Linked DNA regions of Mus musculus: region 2 is linked to region 1. A link is a contact called in public Hi-C data. All regions are on one chromosome and are shown on one strand. The core of a region is the stretch at or near the end of the contact, and the rest is flanking DNA. Distances in the headings are between cores, read along the strand shown.

Evidence for each region. A called contact is a pair of places that touch in the nucleus more often than the background predicts.
Region 2: a Hi-C map of cerebral cortex shows a contact between it and region 1, with 2.5 times the contacts expected there. The contact joins the promoter of 1700036G14Rik here to the enhancer-like site in region 1. A contact is called at or near these places in 5 of 484 Hi-C or Micro-C datasets (cerebral cortex, cortical neurons and nephron progenitors) and 1 of 115 datasets of contacts at active chromatin or transcription factors (neural progenitor cells).

What each region holds. Positions count from the first base shown.
Region 1 is chr3:85,204,491-85,208,486 of GRCm38.p6, reverse strand. No RefSeq gene overlaps it. Among named protein-coding and RNA genes, the nearest start is that of Gm31096, 84 kb to the right of the region's middle. Within about 2 kb of position 1,741, at least 13 of the 459 cell types and tissues checked have an H3K27ac peak or open chromatin away from gene starts, as enhancers often do. A contact at or near this core is called in cerebral cortex, where this site is marked.
Region 2 is chr3:85,315,612-85,319,607 of GRCm38.p6, reverse strand. It overlaps 1700036G14Rik (RIKEN cDNA 1700036G14 gene), which reads right to left and starts at 2,089. Exons shown (of 3, transcript NR_040542.1): 1 at 2,048-2,089.

The DNA of each region.
Region 1 (3,996 bases), core at 492-2,991:
ATTCTGTATGCCAACAGAAAAATAAAGACTTTCTCCTGATGTCTCTGAGTGCTTGATTGAATTCTCAGCTGGGGGTGGGGGGTGGTGGTGAATACTTCCCATAACCCTACAAGAAATGTGCACATTTTGTTTAATTGCCTAACATTACTCTTTAGATCCTAGGACAGGCCTGAACTACAGTGGACACTAACAAACAGAAATTGTAAATCAAGGGAATTTTTTTATTCAAATTTTTTAAAAAGGTGGAGAGGACTTGGCTAAGATAACTAAGTCTACCTATAAATGAGTACCAGGACCCAAAGTGGAGCACTGGAACCTGTTTTGTTCCCTGACAAGGACAAAGTGTGGGGTATTGGGTTTATTCTGTAGCACAGTGGAGTGTGTGCTATGAAATCGATGCAGCCATGGATGGGGAGAGGTGATATCTATTTTTCCATTGATGTTTGTTCTTGATTATCCTCACTGGCATCCCACTCCTGAGGCATCCCGGTAGTGCCAGGGTGGGGACTCAGATGCATTCCATCTGGCTCATCCCCTTTTGCCTCTGTGTCCTTCATGGCTGTCCCTAACTTCCTGTCCACTACCAGCATCAGTCTGAAGGCTGAGCCCCAACTCCTTAGGGAGATATATGTAGCTGCCTAAGAACTCTACCCACCAAACATCTCAAACCTTCCCTGTTGGCTTGGGGACAGGGTTGGGAATAAGCGAAGGGCTGAAACATTCAGAGCCTCTTCCTAGACACAGCAGTGGTATTTGTCTTTATGGAAAAGATGGGGAGCCAAGTTGCAGGGACTCACAACTAAGTCCAGTCCGGGCCAGCCCAGGCTAGCCCAGAGTCTCTGACCTGCCAGTATTGCTTCTTCCCTGGGACCAGAAGCATCACCTGAGTGGTATCTACTGGAATTCTATTCTGCCTTTTCCTCCTAGGTTCAAAATAAGGCTTTCTTGGTCCTATCAGGCTCCAACCTGCCTGTGTTTTCCCAGGCAAAGGAGCTGGAGACCTGGGGTTCACAGATAGCCTTGTATGGCTGTTTCTACCAAAATTATACATGAAACCAGAGAGGTTCATGAAACACATATGAAACCAAAAAGTAGTGTGGGTGTGGAAGGAACTGGGAAAGACTAGAAAAGAGCAAACAGACTTTAAATACATGTGTGTGTATGTGCACGTGTGTGCGTGTGCACGTGCATGCATAAGCTTAACCACCTCTGTCACCTGCTTTGACCTGGAATCCGGAAGTGCTCTTTATGACCTTATAGCTTAGAAGCAATGATATCCTAAGTAGAGGCTACAGGTGGAAGCAAGAGTCTGAGGAGAGGGGTCCTGGGCAGAATGTGATTTTAGGTCAGGCTTGAGAGACAAGGGGACATGGGAAGGGGTGGTTTAAGAGAAGAGTCAGTGCCAAGGGTGATATTTTGGACATAATATGATTGAGAAACCTATTAGATACCCAAGCAGATCTGCCTGACAGACAAATGACTGAGCATATTGAGAGTGGGGAGGGAGGGAAGATGAAAAGGAGGGAGGGAGGGGAAAAGGGAGGAAGGAGGAAGAGAGAAAAAAGGGAGAGGGAGAGAGAGGAAGAGGAGGAGGAGGAGGAGGAGGAGGAGGAGGAGGAGGAGGAGGAGGAGGAGGAGGAGGAGAGAAGAGAAGAGAGAAATCGCTGTATCATGCTGTCCTGCCTATAGTTGAAATTCCACATGCTGCGGAGATTCAGCCAGCAGGCCTGTGGAAAACTACTGAAGACTCCCTTGCACCACAGACTCTAAGTTTGAACGAAGGATTGGCTGGCTGCTTCCAAGAAGTATTTTGTGAGGACGTTGAGCGCTTCTTTCTTTTAGCTGAAGCACTTGACTTTGTCAGCAAGCCCAGATTGCATTTCTCTCACTGGGGTGAGCTCGCACCGATCACTATGAGCAGGCTCCCAAGAGGCTGAAGAGGAGACTCTCTGTTGGCCCCAAGGAGCAGAATCATCTTCCAGTCACCTCCTTGTGTCCTTCATAGATGTCCCTGCCTCCCAGACCCCAGCCAGGCTATCCTTTCTTCAGACAGACACATAAGGGAGACAGCACTCAAACTCGGGGTGTTTGGGTGAACTGCAATCAGAGAGGGGGTGGACTGAAAGGCTTAAAAGTGTTTCATTATTGAAGTATTAAACCTCTCTGAGCTGATCGGAAACTGATAGCTGACAGCCTCTATCCTGAGCTTCCCACTGGGTTTATACAGACCTCCCCATCCAGGCTGGAGGCCCCACACTTCTCAGACTATAGAAGGTAAGTGTTGGCTACAGTGAATGCCCTGAGTTTCCATTCCAGCTGTAGCTGACACCCCTTTTCCTGGGTTGGTGCCCACACTAGATGGATTGTCGGTTAAATATAGTGAGTCGTGTCAGTGGCATGGGGCATCAAGTCATGACAGTCTACTGCCAGTCTGTAACAGAGACACAGCTGGGAAAGTGCCCCAGACCCACTAATATCCCAATCTTGTCAGAGCCAGGACAGATCAAGACACCGTCCCCAGTGTCCTCTTCTTGCTTCCGTGGTGCTCCATCTCTCAGACAGGACACTCTGACCCTAGATATGTTTGGATTATCAAGTCCAGACAGTTCTGGTCTGAAATCTATCCTGTCCATTTAAGGAGACTTTGAATATATCTTCTTTGATCTAGTGTTGGCTGCCTTTAAAGTTTTACTCTCCAAGGGAAATTGTATTTCCCATTTCGAAGTTCTTAGGGATACCTCACTCTGGCAAGCCCCATAGACTGTCTACTCACAGGAGGTTAATCTTCATGAAATCCATCAGAGTTAAAGCTGCAGGGACCTTAATAATCATTTAATTCAGCCCTCTGGTTTTATAGGCCAGGTAACCAAGGACCACAGGAAAAAATGGCATGTTGGATCATTATTTATAACGGACATAATATTTACAACCAGTACAAATCACAAAGAAGACATTAATAAACTGAGCACACTGGAAAGCTGCTCACTCTGATTTTTTATAGTGACACAGACTAGTGACCTTCCTGGGCAGACGGAGACCCCTGTTCACTGAGAGGACATGGAGAACAAATATAGCAGCAAAACTCCATGAGCAGAAATCTCTGTTCTCGTCTGATAAAAAGAAGCAAAGAACTCAAAAAAGGAGTGAGAGAAGGCCTGTGAAGGCAGTATCACACAGCATCAGAGATGGTTTGGTTTAGACATGGCTCAATTCAGAGACAGTACAGTTCAAATATGGTCCAGCTCGGATATGGTCCTTCTCAGAATCTTCTTTCTAAAGCAAAGAGATAACTATGTGACAACTATTTGTCATAGTGTGGGTCTCCTGATATCTACTTTTCTTTCATAGCTGCCCATCTTCTGTTGAACAATCATCTCTGTGTTTCTGGATGATGATCTAGGAGATATGAGAACCCTGGTCCCTGACTTCCCTTACCATGTGTTTTCCATATCACCCTATTCAATTCCATCGATGCTCAGGTGAGCCTAGATTATTCTCTGTTTCTGAGAACCCAATTCCCCAACCCACAGTCCTCCCAAAGGCCCCTACTCAGAGACAGAGTCAAAACGGGCATCTGAAATATCCCTGAAGCAGTCTTCAGGGTTGAATTGATCCCCACTTATTCATTGCCAACCCCACGCCATCAGATCACAGCCACACTAGGCGTCAGGGTCTTTATAGAACTAAGGTTGAACGTGGCTATTGGGTAGGCCTCTCTCCGACTCTGTCCTTGTAAGAGTTGAAATCTGACACAGAAGGAGGGAAAATAGTATGTAAGAAATGCAAGAAGATGGCCATGTGTAAGCCAAGGAAGAGGCCTCGGGACGAACAGCCAGCCTCTTTACCTTGGACCTCTTCATCCTTCAGAACCAGGAGGAAACAGAGCTCTGTTGTTGAGTCCAGGTGCTTTGTTATGGTCACCCCAGCAGCTTGATGGATCCACATCCACAGTTGCTGCACCACCGTTTAGGGCATTGTGCCAACCAGCTTTATCAA
Region 2 (3,996 bases), core at 840-3,339, 110 kb before region 1:
ACAAAACAAACACTGTTCACCCCGTGGCTGCTGGGAAGTGGGAAGAGAGGAGGAGGTGGGGACAGAGACAAAGACATAGAGAGGATCAGGTCCTGATATCCCCCTTCTTCATGGGTATACACCCAGTAACTTAAACTCTAACCAGGCCCTACCTCTTAAAGGTTTCTCCACTGTCTGTTAACATCACTCTGGAACCACACCATTAGCCCATGGCTTGGTGGACACCTATAAAGCCACTATACCACAAAACAGTAGCAGTTCCTTCCCCCTCAAGTTCCTGGCAACCTGGATCCTATTTCACCCGCTTTAGGCTTGACTATTCTAGGTATCTCCTGGAAACAAAACCAGAGTGCCGTTATTTTTCTTAGTCTGAAGATCAAGGCTGATTATTCCTCCTGTTAAGTTTTCTCTTGCTAGCTTTTACCCAGGCTCTCAGCCTTCCTAGAGCTCTCAGATCCTGATTAACAGTGCAACATTTCCTATCCGCGTTGTCTGCAGAGAGTGCGATGAACTCTACACGGCTCCATCCAAATCAGGGGCAGCATCTTTAACATAGTGAGTCAGAAGGCAACATTCTTCTCTAGCCAAGGTCTGAGAGTTAGCCAAACACCTTTGCTTTACTGTGGATTTCTAATCACCCTCACCTCACACTCAAAGCTGTGATTCTTTACTGTTACATTTGATGACTGAAACTCGCTTTCTGTCCCAACCTCTATTCTTGTCTTCCTCCTTAGCAAAAGAACCCTAATTTTCAGCTCCATTGACCCAGCCTCTCTCACAGCCAGATATGCCTGGGTGTCGCCATTGCAGTCAATGGGTTGTAAGTAAGAGCTGTGTGATGGAACTTTGGACATGTATGTCTTCCCTAAAAATAACTGACTCAGCTGGGAGGAGCCAGCCCTTCCTTCCCCCTGAAGTTTAAACGCAGTTGTAAAGGCTCAGTCTGAAGCAGCCATCTTGATCATGAAGTGACCTTGAGCATAAAGGAGAGGATCAATCTCTCTGAGTCTTAGAAACCAGGATTTTAGAAAGTAGCTTGAAAGGTCATTAGAAAAGAACAAAAAGTGTTTTGTCAGCACGCATTTTAGAAGCGCCCTGATAGGAGGAGCTACAAAAGCCTTTCTTTGGAGATTTCAGCCATCTCTAACAGTTTCCTTTGAAATCACTAATTATACTCTAAAAAGACGGCATCATTGGAGCCAGAACCAGCAGCCAATTACCCACGAGAAATCACTCACTGTGTGGGCTGTCTTTTCTCTCTCTGTTCGCATAATTTCAAAATGCAATTTCTAGAACCATGCTAAATACTTGTAAACAGAGATTGGTTTGATTGCAAAGGGGGAACCATTTTGGGGCGGTAAAAAACGACAATTATTTCTCCTTGTCCTCTAGTTCACAGAACAGCACCCTTTGGGTCACTTTTCAAATACCCACCACCGGATTTAGAGCCATCTGCAACTCCAGCCAGAGATGCTGACTTCTAAAGCAGGTGCAGGTTCCTATGAGGTGGTGGGAAAACCTAGCACTTGGAGTTAGAAGACCCAGGTTTGAGTTCCAGCTCGAGATATGGGCTGGCTAGCCTTCTTATGTCTCAGACTCCTCATCTCAAAACTGGCCACACAAAAGACTAAGTGGGCAAGGTGTGTATGTAAATTGTAATGGGCTCTAATGGAAAGCGAGCCTGGTAAAGCCTCCTGCCTTCTCTGGCATCCTATCAAGTGCCTGGAAGACTGAAGGTGTCTATACCAGTCATGACTATCAAACTGCAGCAAAATGGGAACTGCAAAGCGCTGGTAGCTAGCCACCACCAATGTTTGTCTTTCCTAGGTCTGATGTGGATGGAGCTTGGCTGCTGGGCTGGTTCAGGCCAGCTCAGGCTGGTTCAGGCTGGCTCAGGCCTGTTCAGACACCTATTCTTCAGCTGGGCGACGGAGCTGGGAAAGCCCTGCTTCATGGGTTTCTCATGCTTTTCTTAGGACTAAGGGCTAGTTGGAGCCCATCCTTTTCATGGTGGTATCAGAAAGGCAGAGGAAACAAGACAGCTTACCTGTTGTTGGTATTCCTTCTACGCTCCGCCCAACAGTTACCTAGCAACAGTCAGGTAGTCCTGGCTTGTTATAAAAGGGTGAGAAGGCTAGGCTGACTCCATGACAGGCTTCAAATTGGCAGTTCAGGAGACTAGGCCTAAATGTCTGTTTCTAAGAACTGGGCAATTTCAGGCAAGTCCAGGCCTCAGAAGCTGCCCTGTCACCTGCCCTGAGGCAAGGACAATGGGTCAGCAGCAGTTTCCAGACTTCCTCAGCAACAGTCTCCAGACCTCTCCAGCAAGTTTCTAGCCCCCACACTACAGAAATGGAATGTCTGGAGAGATGGACACAACAGATTAACATAGAGGTCACCTACCCCAGAATTCCCTAATGTGCTTTAAATCAGGCCTGCAAGTGCATTTGGGTGTTTCTCTAGCTTGGTCATGGGAGACCCCAGAACACTGGACTTCAGCAAAATAAAACACTCATTTCATTTACATACTATTTGAGTCTGGGCTATCATTCTTTAGAAAATCATGGACCCTTACAAAGGACTGTTTGGCTTCTCCATCTCTCTCTATCTGCCCTTTTCTCTATCGGACCCCCTTCTCCCTCTTTCCTGTTCCCCCTCCACCTCTCTTTCTACATGTTCCTGGCTGATCTCTCCCTCTCCCTCTCCCCCTCCCCCTCCCTCTTCTCCCTCTCCCTCTCTGTTCTCTTTCTTTGCCTCTACCTCTACTCCCTTCTCAACTCCCCTCCCTATGCCCCCAAATAAACTCTATTCTATACTACACTTGTGGATGGCTGGTACCTCAGGGGGGAGGGATGCCTTAGCATGGGCCCACTGAGGTACCCCCCTCCTATCATACCATACCAAGCTCTATAAAACATATCCTTGGCTTTATAAAACACATCACCTGTGATATACTAATACCCCATTCATCAGAGGAGGATGTGTGACCCATTCCATTCAGATACAGGGATTCCATTTAGCACATATACAATGCAGAGTTTCAAGGTACATGGTTCCAAGAACATGGACAGAAGGATGAGGTATTTGCTCACTAATCCCATTTACCATGAGAAGCAAGTAGACAAATATGCATGGTTTTTGAGTGAGTGAGAGGATAATTGAATGTTTTAAGATCAGAACAAATTCAGGACACTTAAGGTGAATCCATACATTGGCCATCAAATGTTGTCTTTGCTTGTCTACAATCCTTCTGTTAATAGGAGGTGGGAGGGAAGAGATAGCTACCATAAAACTATGAGAAGAAATTCACATTCAGTTCCTGTTTCCTCTTAGGTCATGTCTGGCCTCCAGACTTTGTTCCCTTCCCAGCATCTCTCCACAAACTCGCTCTTCACTGATGCTACACAGATTGTAGCTGATCTTGAAGATGTTGCCCAGACATGTTGAGTTCATTCTAAGTTGCAGAAGACTAGGGCAGGAAGACATGTTTCTGTCTCCTTTCTCTACAGATGTTTATCTGATTGTCCCTTGAGTTGAAATAAGCAAGATGGGTCTCTCCAAATGATAATGGCCCAAAGAAAAGCATGGAGGAACAAAAAGGTGAAGGGGGGGCATCATTTTCTTCATTTTTTTTCACGTTCTACTTTCCCATGCTGTTGATTTGCAATGATATATGTAAAATATATCTTATATATATATGGAAGGGTTTAGACATGCATTTCTTTAAAAATTTTTTCTTTTATTTGCTACTGGAAATTGAACCCATGGTCTCACTTATTCTGCACAAGCGTGCCCAGTCATTGAGCTGCATCCCCCGTCCTGCGTAACTGAATTTTTAAAAGAAAAATAATGTTTTAAAAGTTGCCCTTGTGTATCTGTGTTCCAAGTTCCCTAGAAGACAGAAAGGTGGAAGGGAGCCTCCAGGCTTCACGGTCCAGTCAAAGAGAGGACAGGGCCCCACCCAGATCCATTTCAAATCTCACCTGCAGACCTGGC